2 separate regions of the Sus scrofa genome follow, and region 1 is linked to region 2. Evidence: chromatin contacts called from public Hi-C data. All regions are on one chromosome and are shown on one strand. Each heading gives the region's core, a stretch centred on a gene start, on an enhancer-like site or on the middle of the called end of the contact. The rest is flanking DNA. Distances are from core to core; before and after follow the strand shown.

The links. A called contact is a pair of places that touch in the nucleus more often than the background predicts.
Region 1: a Hi-C map of embryonic fibroblasts shows a contact between it and region 2, with 1.8 times the contacts expected there. The contact joins the promoter of LOC106504335 here to the promoter of ID4 in region 2. A contact is called at or near these places in 4 of 47 Hi-C or Micro-C datasets (brain, embryonic fibroblasts and fibroblasts).

The regions. Positions count from the first base shown.
Region 1 is chr7:15,471,398-15,475,914 of Sscrofa11.1, reverse strand. LOC106504335 reads right to left here and starts at 1,572. Exons shown (of 6, transcript XM_021100243.1): 1 at 724-1,572. The coding sequence starts at 840.
Region 2 is chr7:15,279,446-15,284,262 of Sscrofa11.1, reverse strand. It overlaps ID4 (inhibitor of DNA binding 4, HLH protein), which reads right to left and starts at 2,307. Exons shown (of 2, transcript NM_001123130.1): 1 at 1,867-2,307; 2 at 1,438-1,482. The coding sequence starts at 2,307. The coding sequence ends at 1,438.

The sequences.
Region 1 (4,517 bases), core at 323-2,822, 190 kb before region 2:
CCACCCCCTCCTTTTTAAAAGCATAAAGCAAAGCGTCAATATATTGCTAAACGCACGTTTCAGAAAAAGTCAGATACAACCCCCTCCCCCACGCACACGCTCGATAATGAGACTTCAGAGAGTAACCAGGGCGCTTGTGGTTTGTGGTGAGGCCCACATGCCCGCTGCTGCCGGGAGCAGTGGTCTTTACGGGCCTTGGCAAACGGGCCCTGCCGTGATTAATGCATTTGTTCCTCGCTACTCAGCCCCCAGGTGCCTGCAGGACAGTGAATCAATTTCGCACTTGCAGGCCCAGATTCTCACCCGCATCAAAGACATTTCTGTACCAAGGCCTTCCCCATTCAAAACGAGATTTCTAAGACGAACACCCCGCCCCCGCCCCATTTCCCACGTTCGTTCTTTCTCTTTGTGCTTTTCCGGGCAGTCACTCGAGGCCCCGTGCGAGGCTGCAGCCACTGAAACACTGCTGGTTCGCCTTGGAGGTGCCTTTCAAGTCAGCAGGCCAGCTCGTAATTTGAGATTTACACCGAGACAGGCAGTGACTGCATCCCTCGGTCTGTGCCCATCCTACCACCCCAGGGGACTTATCGGGACCCACAACCTGATCTGTGGCCTCGCAGGGGATATTTGCTGTGATTAGCTCAGCCACGGTCTGGGGACAACAAAAAGAGCCGCCGTCTGACTGTCGGTCAGACTTCTGCCTTTCTCCTTCCTTGCACTCACCTCCCTCACAAAGACGACCTCGCCACTGCCTCCAGCCCAGCGTGAGCGCACACGAAACAAGGGACTTCGTAGCACACGACTGTCGCTTTGGGTCGGGGTGACAGTGCTCCCAGCCATCTGGAAGAGAGGAGCAGAGGCCCGTCCACCCGCTGCACCCAAGACACGCTCAAGGCGCGAGAACAGGCCTCTTTCACGCCCTGGTGTATGTAGGGGCCGGGTTTATGCAGCTGAGCGGCATTGTCAATCAACACCAATCACATCCTCCTTATAGACTTTCTCGGAGCAACAGCATCCCTTTCCCCAACTCCTCTGCCAGGTGCCCTGTGAGATATTAGGATTATTGCGGACACCTGCAGTTATTGGGTGGCAACGAGCAAGAATGTGGGTCTTTCTGTTGTAGTCGCTCAGCTGAGAAAGAACCCTTCTAGATCTGCAGGCTTCTTCCTCTTAGCGGCTTCAACAGCAGGAAGATGACTTTCAGCCTTTTGGGGGTGGTGGCCTGTCCTGGATCAGTGAGCTGGTTCCTTCTTTGATTTTTTCTTTAGAGGGGCAAACACATAGGTGTTCAAATAAACAGCACGTCCATTCAGTTGCCTTATTTATTGACAACACGTTTGCTAGTGAGCACTGCCTAGTGGGGGAGTACTATAAAGACAAAAGGACACAAACATCCTTTAACTCATCAGGATATCAGTAGTGACGTTTCTTTTTTTATGTTTCAAATACATGACTTAGGAATACTAAACTCCATTGAAAAAATCAAATTCAAGATGATTTAGCCAGGCAAACTAGAACCCATTTTTGAAAGAGAACTGGGTATTAAGAGAAAAACTAAATAGAAAACCTAGATAATATAATAAAAATACACTAAATAATAAAAACTAAAAAACTGAGATTTACTCGCCTGTCTTCAAACCGTTAAGAGTTAAGGAGTCTGGGAATGAGATTGAAAAAATCTGGTAAACTTGGCGTGATTGATCGTTCCTTCTTTAGAGAATCTGCTTCATTGGTGAAATGGGCTTTCTGTTCCATTATGCATACAATTAGTGCTTTTATAGTGACTTGTTAAGTATATCAATGCCGTGCAGGCGTAATGACAGAAAAGAAAGGAAGTCGAAGCAAAATGTTCCGACTAACCCAGGTAGCTGAGTTTATATGCAGGCTGGATGGCAAGGTTGCAGTGACTGTCTGTTGTGTTTTTTTCCAGAAGGTGGCAACATTTCCTTAAGAATGTATAAGAAAACCGTCGCTACAGAAAATGACAGTTTATCGTTTATCTCTGGACACTGCGTTTTGTTCTCTTTTCAAAGGCACAGCACAAAACACATGGTCCTTCACACCCTTCCTGCCTGTTTATTCTCATCAGATTAAAGAATATCCTTCCTTCCTTTCTCTCTTTTCTTTCTTCCTTTCTCTCTCTCTTTCCTTTTCCTTTCTCTCTCCCTGCCACCCCCACCCCCGCAATGTACATTGTCAAGATTTTCAGGCTGAAATGAGTTTATGCTGAAATGAATTTCAGCTGACAATTTTAGGTAGTTAATCCTCCTATTTCACCTCATGTCCCAGAGAAGGGTTTTTTTTTTTTTTTTTCCTTTTCTTTTTTCTTTTTTTTGGGAGAGGGGCGTGTCTGTGTGAAGATCCGCCTTCATTTACAGCCATTGAGTCAGATACCCACTCACACCACGAGCAGCCCTTAACTTGCTGAAAACCCCAGGAAACTGTAAGCTAATTCTTTGCCATGATGACTCTTTGCTCTGTTTGGCTGCTTGCTTGTGTCTTCATACTTGCTCATGCTGAGATTTGGGAGCAAGACCAAGGTGAAGACATTTGTCTGAGGGAATAAAACCAAGCAATGGAGCAGGTTGTCCAAACACACAATCTGACTCCTGCCTGTGGTCCCATGTCTCACTGGCCAGTTGGGGACTGTCGTTCCAGGAACTGAAAATGCAGCTGTGTTCTTCTTCACCCCACCAGTCTCCACCTCGCCCCCTCTTTCAGTGTATTTTCATTGTAGGGGGTAAGTGTGGGGAGCACGGTGGATGTACACACACATCCATACACACAAATGGGTCTGGTTTAAAGTACCTTTGAAAACTGTTATTATTTCTGTTTCTGATCAACAATATCTCTTTCTGATAAGCTTCAAATTATTCCTGAATAGAAAAGAAAGTTGGAGTTAAAGTTGGTGTTAAATATTACTTAGCTGTGGGAATTCTCCAAATTGTCATAAAAGATTAACATTTTGAAATGTACTTGGAGTGATTCTTTGTGTTGTATAATCTTGTGACCTTGTCTTTCACGTTGGAAGAAGGGACAGTACATCCCTTACTAGCCAGTCGTCAGTCTCACTGTTCTCTGTCTCTGTCTCTCTCTCACACACACACACACACACACACACACACACACACACACACACACACGTTCCCAGTATGACGCGTCCTACAGCCTCTTAACTCTGGCCCAAGTAATCCAAATTCCCCTTGGCCAGAGAATAGGAAGTGGCTTCTAGAATATTCAGGTCCCTCCATCTGTTCCCCATGCCACACACAGGTGCCTTCCCACTCTTTCTTCCTGCTGCTACCCGCAGGGCTGCCTCTCTCTTGAACCGCAAAACCCTTCATCCTAAGGATGCTCCTCTCTCCATCCTGTCACCCCCGAATCCCTCCTGCCCTGTCTGGCCCTGCCTCACCACATAACCAATGATTCTATTCCCATTTCCTTCCTGGATGGATGGGGAGCACTCTTCTGGCTGCCCAAGAGGGGCTGCATGTCTGGATGACCTAGACAGAGCAGGAAGGTTCAGGAGACAACATGTCCTGCCACATATGACATCTACTTGAAAAGTTTTAAAAGATAAAAACGTCTAGATGATACATGAATATATACTACACTATAAAAGCAATACCACAATATAAAACAACTTTGTCGAAGAAGGAATTGTCATACTCTTGAAATCACTAACATTGATTTTGCCAAGGTCAGAATCTTCCATTTATATAGGAAGCTGATTGTGACTTTTCTTTAAGCTCCTGGAGCCACATCACACATTGTGGAGCTCATGCTACACTCCTGTGTCCAGAGGAAACACAGCCTCTTTGCTCTTCTTATTTGTCACCAGCCCCCATCTGCTGGGTAGTGGAGACAGCAAGAGCAGGGGACTCCTCCTTTTAGTAAAATTCCAGGAACCTAGAGGTTTAGGTTGGCCTCTTTCTCTTTGGGCCTCTCAGGTTTCCCATTCCTGACTCTGCTTCTCCTCCAGATGGCATGAGACCTCCAGGAAGCAAGGCCATCTGTAGCTCTACTGTCTTCCAAGACAGAGTGGCTGGCCTTTCCTGCTCTTGGCTTGATGACCACTGAGGTGTGGCTGGTTGCATCCAGCTTTGGGGTGGGGGTGGGGGGTTGCAGCACTGCTACTAGTTTGAGCCATTGGCACCTTTTCTGAAGGACCCACCTGAGAGCTTGTGCTGGTCCCCCTCTGCGTCCCTGCACAAGGCACAAAGTTCTTCTAGAATCTCCATGCACAACACAGGGGAAAGGGAGATGTCAGAAGACCTCCCAATGCCCTTTCCTCTGATGACACTGCCCCATCCCCCTGGGCTGAGGGGGAGGCTTGCAGCCACTCTATGCTACACCTGGGAATATGCTGCCAGCCCAGAGTTTGCTAGATCCCCAAACCTTTCAGGATATTTCAAAAGATTTAAGGAGTGGGCCATGAGAATCCTGATGTTGGAACTTGCTTTCCTCGTCGTCAGCAATTCCTGAGACTTCCTCCTAGAAAATTCAACCTCCACATT
Region 2 (4,817 bases), core at 1,058-3,557:
ACACATTTGAGTGGACTCAGAACAAGTTTATTGTGTGATTAAACATCTCATGCAGTCATGCAGGACCACTAGCTATAACTGTTACTTCCGAGTCTACAGGACGCTGGGCAAAACAAAAACAAATTAAAAAGCCAGGCCAAACAAAAAGACATTCAAGATATCAAGACCTCTTCAATTGAGCTGAAAAATAATTTTCCAAAAGAAATATTCCCATAGATTAAAAAAAACACACACATAATATTTACAAAAAATATTTAATTAAAAATATCTTATAATTACAGTAGTCTATTAAAGCATATACTTTCTCACACTTATAGAACATCTCTATATATACATGGTATGAAATGTCACTCAGTTATCTATACAATATGTAACATTCTTGCAGGGAAAAGAAAGTGTCCTGCCCCCTTATAATCATCTATTTTAAACAATAGATGTCAAAAAAAAAAATATCTACAATGCTCTGGTATATTAGTAAAGCTTCAAAACAAAAATTGAGCTCCTTGGTCACAAAGTAGGTTTCTAAAGTCAGATTTACTCGTGATCTTCTATTTATCAGTCCGGTCACACTTAATCTTAAAAGTTTAACTGCACCTCCAAAAAACACGGAAATGTACAATTCACAGCGGTTATAAATGAAAAGATAAAAGAGAATATGTATGTAGAATGTTTATGAACGTGCAAAACAAAACAAAAAAAGATGAAAGTTTTATTTTTCTTCCCTCATCTCTCTCTTGGAATGACGAATGAAACGTTTCTAGGATTTGCTGATATTTTTTTTTCCTTTCCTCCGGTGGCTTTTTCTCTAACTTCTGCTCTTCCCCCTCCCTCTCTAGTGCTCCTGGCTCGGGCTCAGGCGGCCGCACACCTGTGGAAAAGGAATGAATAGAGGGGGTGTGTGAACCTTCCCGCTGCAGACTAACTGGCGCCACCGACCAAATTCAAGACATGCTTGATCAACAACCCAAAACAAACTACCAGGTCAGACTACACCCGCAGCCCGCCGCTCGGCCAGGCGCCGAGCAGGCAGCTGCGGGCCCCGGGGAAGCCCGGATAGGGGATCCACTCCCTAGCCCTGCCTGCTTCGGGGGTGTCAGGCTGCGCAAGGGGACATCGGGCACGATGCCCAAGAGGATACCCTCCCTTGGTGGAGAGAAGGGCAGTTAGGTCACTGGGGGCGGCATGAGGGCGTTGGGGACAGGAGCTGATCGGTCACCATTTAGAGTGAAGCCCGAGTTACTAAAGCTAAGTATGGGTCCACTTACTCTCTGGGTGACAGGGAGAGAGAAGGGGTGTCCGCCTCCCGGGCTCTCTGCTTTCAGAAATGCGGGGAGCAAAGAACAGTGTTGTGCCTGGTACTGGAAGGCCCTGGGGACAGGCGTCTCCGGTGACCTGACACTCGAGAGGGGAAACGCGCGCTCACCTGGAAAGCGCGGCTCAGCGGCACAGAATGCTGTCGCCCTGCTTGTTCACCGCGCCGGCCTGGAACAGCAACGGAACACCGAGGGAAAGGTTAGCAGGCGCGAACATCTCACTCGTCACGGTCCTCGGTTTGTTCTCGGAACGCAGGCGGGCCCGCAGACGCCCCCGCCCCAGCCTGCAGCCGGGGGACGCCCCCTCCCCCGGGCACAGACTGGACTTGACAGCCCAGGATGCGCACAGCCGTAGTCCGGCCCCGCACGTTCACCCGTCTCTCTTCGCCGAGACGGCGGCTGGCCGCCCCCGGGTGCCAGGAGGACAGGAGGGCGCAACTGCCATGCTCGGCAGCCCCTGCCCGGAGGAGGGGAGCGCCCGCGTCCGACCACCCTACCACCGCCCTCCTGGATCCCCTCGGATTCTGCCCGGGGCCGGCACTCGGCCTCTCACCGGGTCAGTGTTGAGCGCCGTGAGCGGGGTCCGCGGCGGTGCAGCTGGACAGGTCCCGGCTGGGTGGTGCGGCGGCGCCGGCGGTGGCGGCTGCCTCAGCAGAGCCGGGTGCGTCTCCAGCGCCAGCTGCAGGTCCAGGATGTAGTCGATAACGTGCTGCAGGATCTCCACTTTGCTGACTTTCTTGTTGGGCGGGATGGTGGGCACCAGCCTCCGCAGGCGGCTGTAGCAGTCGTTCATATCGCACTGCAGGCACAGCGCTGGCTCGTCGGCCGCCGCCTCGGCCGCCTTGCAGCGAGCTGCCGCCGCCGCGGCCGCCGCGGCCGCCGAGCCGCCCAGGCTGTGGCCGTGCTCGGCCAGGCAGCGCAGCGCCAGCTCCCCGCCACCGCAGCCCGACGGCGCCTTACGGCCCGAGGGGCGCACCGGGCTCACCGCCTTCATCGCGCGCGCCCTGCGTTCTGAGCGAGCGGACCCGCTGGGGCGAGCGAGGGAGGCAGGCAAGGTCCGGGCCCCCACCCGCGGCCGGCTCCGCTCCCCTTGCCTCCGCGCCCGGTGCGCTCGGTCAGCGCTCGGGGCACCGCGAAGCTCCCGGCGATCCCGCGCCCAACAATTGACGGGAGGGTCGCTCTGCGTTTTGCGAGGGGATCTCTGCTCTGTGGGCCGGGACCAAAAGGCAAGAAAAATCAAAAGCACCGGAAGGAAAGCAGCCCACCCGGTTCCCTAGTCACTTCCTTTCGGACCTCCGACTACAGCCCGGTCGCCGCCGCGCTCCCTCTGGCCCGAGGTTTCCCCACTCCCGGAACCGACTCACAACCGCGCCTCCTCTACGCTCTTGCTGGGCCCGCCGCGCAGCTGCATTTATAAGCCGCGCGCCCTGGAGGCGGGGCCAGAGCGTTGGCCGGGTCGCCGAGCTAGCGGCGCGGAGCCTGGCTGGGCTCGCAGGCGGGTGCGCAGAGGGGGGCGGCGAGGGCGGGGGCTCCGGGCGGTGCTGCGGAGCGGGGAGCCGGGCAACCCGAGTGGAGGGGTGGGCGGGGGGTCGGGAGTGGCCAGCCAATCAGGCGGACGGTGCCACCTCAGGGAATGACGCTCGGGCCAATGGGAAGGGCACTCCATTCCGTCAACGCTGTGGGTCGGGGCTCTGAGAAAAGAGAGCTGGGTGGGAGTTGGGCCAGGCTGGTGTGTGCCTTAGGGAGGGGAAAAGAGAGGGAGAAGTTCCTGCGAAGAACTGCGGGAATGTGCGGGTGGAATTCACTCTCCCCCTGCCTAGGCGTCTGAGGGAGCGCTGGGCCCTGCTCGAGGCTATCCCGCCACTCCTAAGGGTGCGGCGCCCAGGGACCCTCCGCCACCCATCACTCCATCTCTGGGATTCCAGTGCCTTAAGAAGGACGTTGTTCCAGAAGGCACGTTTGTTCTCTTCTGTATTCTCACCCCTCCGTTTCATTATTCGCCTTTTCACGATTGCTGAAACCATAATGATGGAATGGAATGCGTAGCCTTTCCGTTCCTGTTTTTAAGACGTTAAAGCTTAACAAAAAAAGAAAGAAAGAAAGAAGGCCGGTCGCAGATTTTGGATGAAGGGACATATACATAAAACCCGAAACGTAGGGTTTTTCTTTAACCCATCTAGACGCAAAAGTGGGCTCAAGAAATGCAATTGCCTTAAGCATTAAATTACAGCACGTAAATATTAAAAATGCATAGGCACGGAGTATTTAAAATTCCACCATGACATATAATATTAATCTGTTTTATGTAAAATTCATACCTGTAACTTAATGTAGGCCATTAGTGCACCGCTTCACGTATTAGCCAATGTACCCCGCCTTAAATTAGATACCGAGAATGCCCACAGTCCTCTCCTTTTGCAATAAAGCATTAAAATTCACACTTCCAGTCCCCGGAGTCTTGCTTGGGCCCCACCCTGCAGGAAAGTCTGCTAATTAAGGACGTCTCTGTGTTAGATTTCTAATGGGAAAGCTGTCCTTCAATGGTTCAAAACAAAATTGCACAGTGAACTTCGATAGGGCCTTGTGTGTACTCTGCAAGAAAAAAATTGAGCCCTTCAGATAAGTAATGAGCATAAAAACCCTCTGTCAGTAGGGACATGAATTTTGTGTGCCTTTACCCTGCAAACCTCCCACCTTCAGTCAAGCTGGAGATGAATTAACGTGAGAATTTTCTTAATTTGTGTACGCGATATGGATTGGTGCCTTCATTTTCATAATAGAAAGAAAGAGATATGGACCTCATTTCTTCCTGTCAACCCTCTCTACGGACACTCTCCCTTCCTTCCCAGAATTGAAATACCTGCATTAAGCAGGAATTTTGTTTAGCCACGTGGATACTTTATGACTCTTTCGCTGCTATTTCCCCAGAGCACATTCCTTTTTCCTGATGAAATGAGGAATGGCTGTTTAATGCCGGGTTCACAGGTAGATACAACTCTCCTCTCCCCTAATCCTTGGGGGATACAGCCTCTAGTAATTGTCTGGAAGCAAGTGACATTTTCATGTACTTAGGTGCAAACCTAGATAGTCTACATACACACTCCAAGGAGAGCAGAATGAGGAAACCCAAAAGGAAGGCTTTTTCCTAAATATAGGCATAGGTTCATATATGCTTAAAGGGCTATAAATATACCCAGAGTGAATATTGCCATTTTAGATAGAAAGTTGGGCAGGTGTTCCCTTGGAGCCCATCATGTCAGCACGAATGATAATAAGAGGATAGATATACCGATGTTTTGTTTCATTGATTTTTCTCTTTCCTAGAGTTTCAAAGCTGCTCCAAAATTTAAAAGCTAATATATTTTTTCCCCATTAGACAAAATTTAAGTACCTCGTAATGCCCAGGGCACACTCACATTTCAGAACTTAAACATTTCCTACTTTGCTTGTAAGTTTGAAGTAGGTGACACAAAGGGGACAATCATATCCATCTTTTTGGACTTG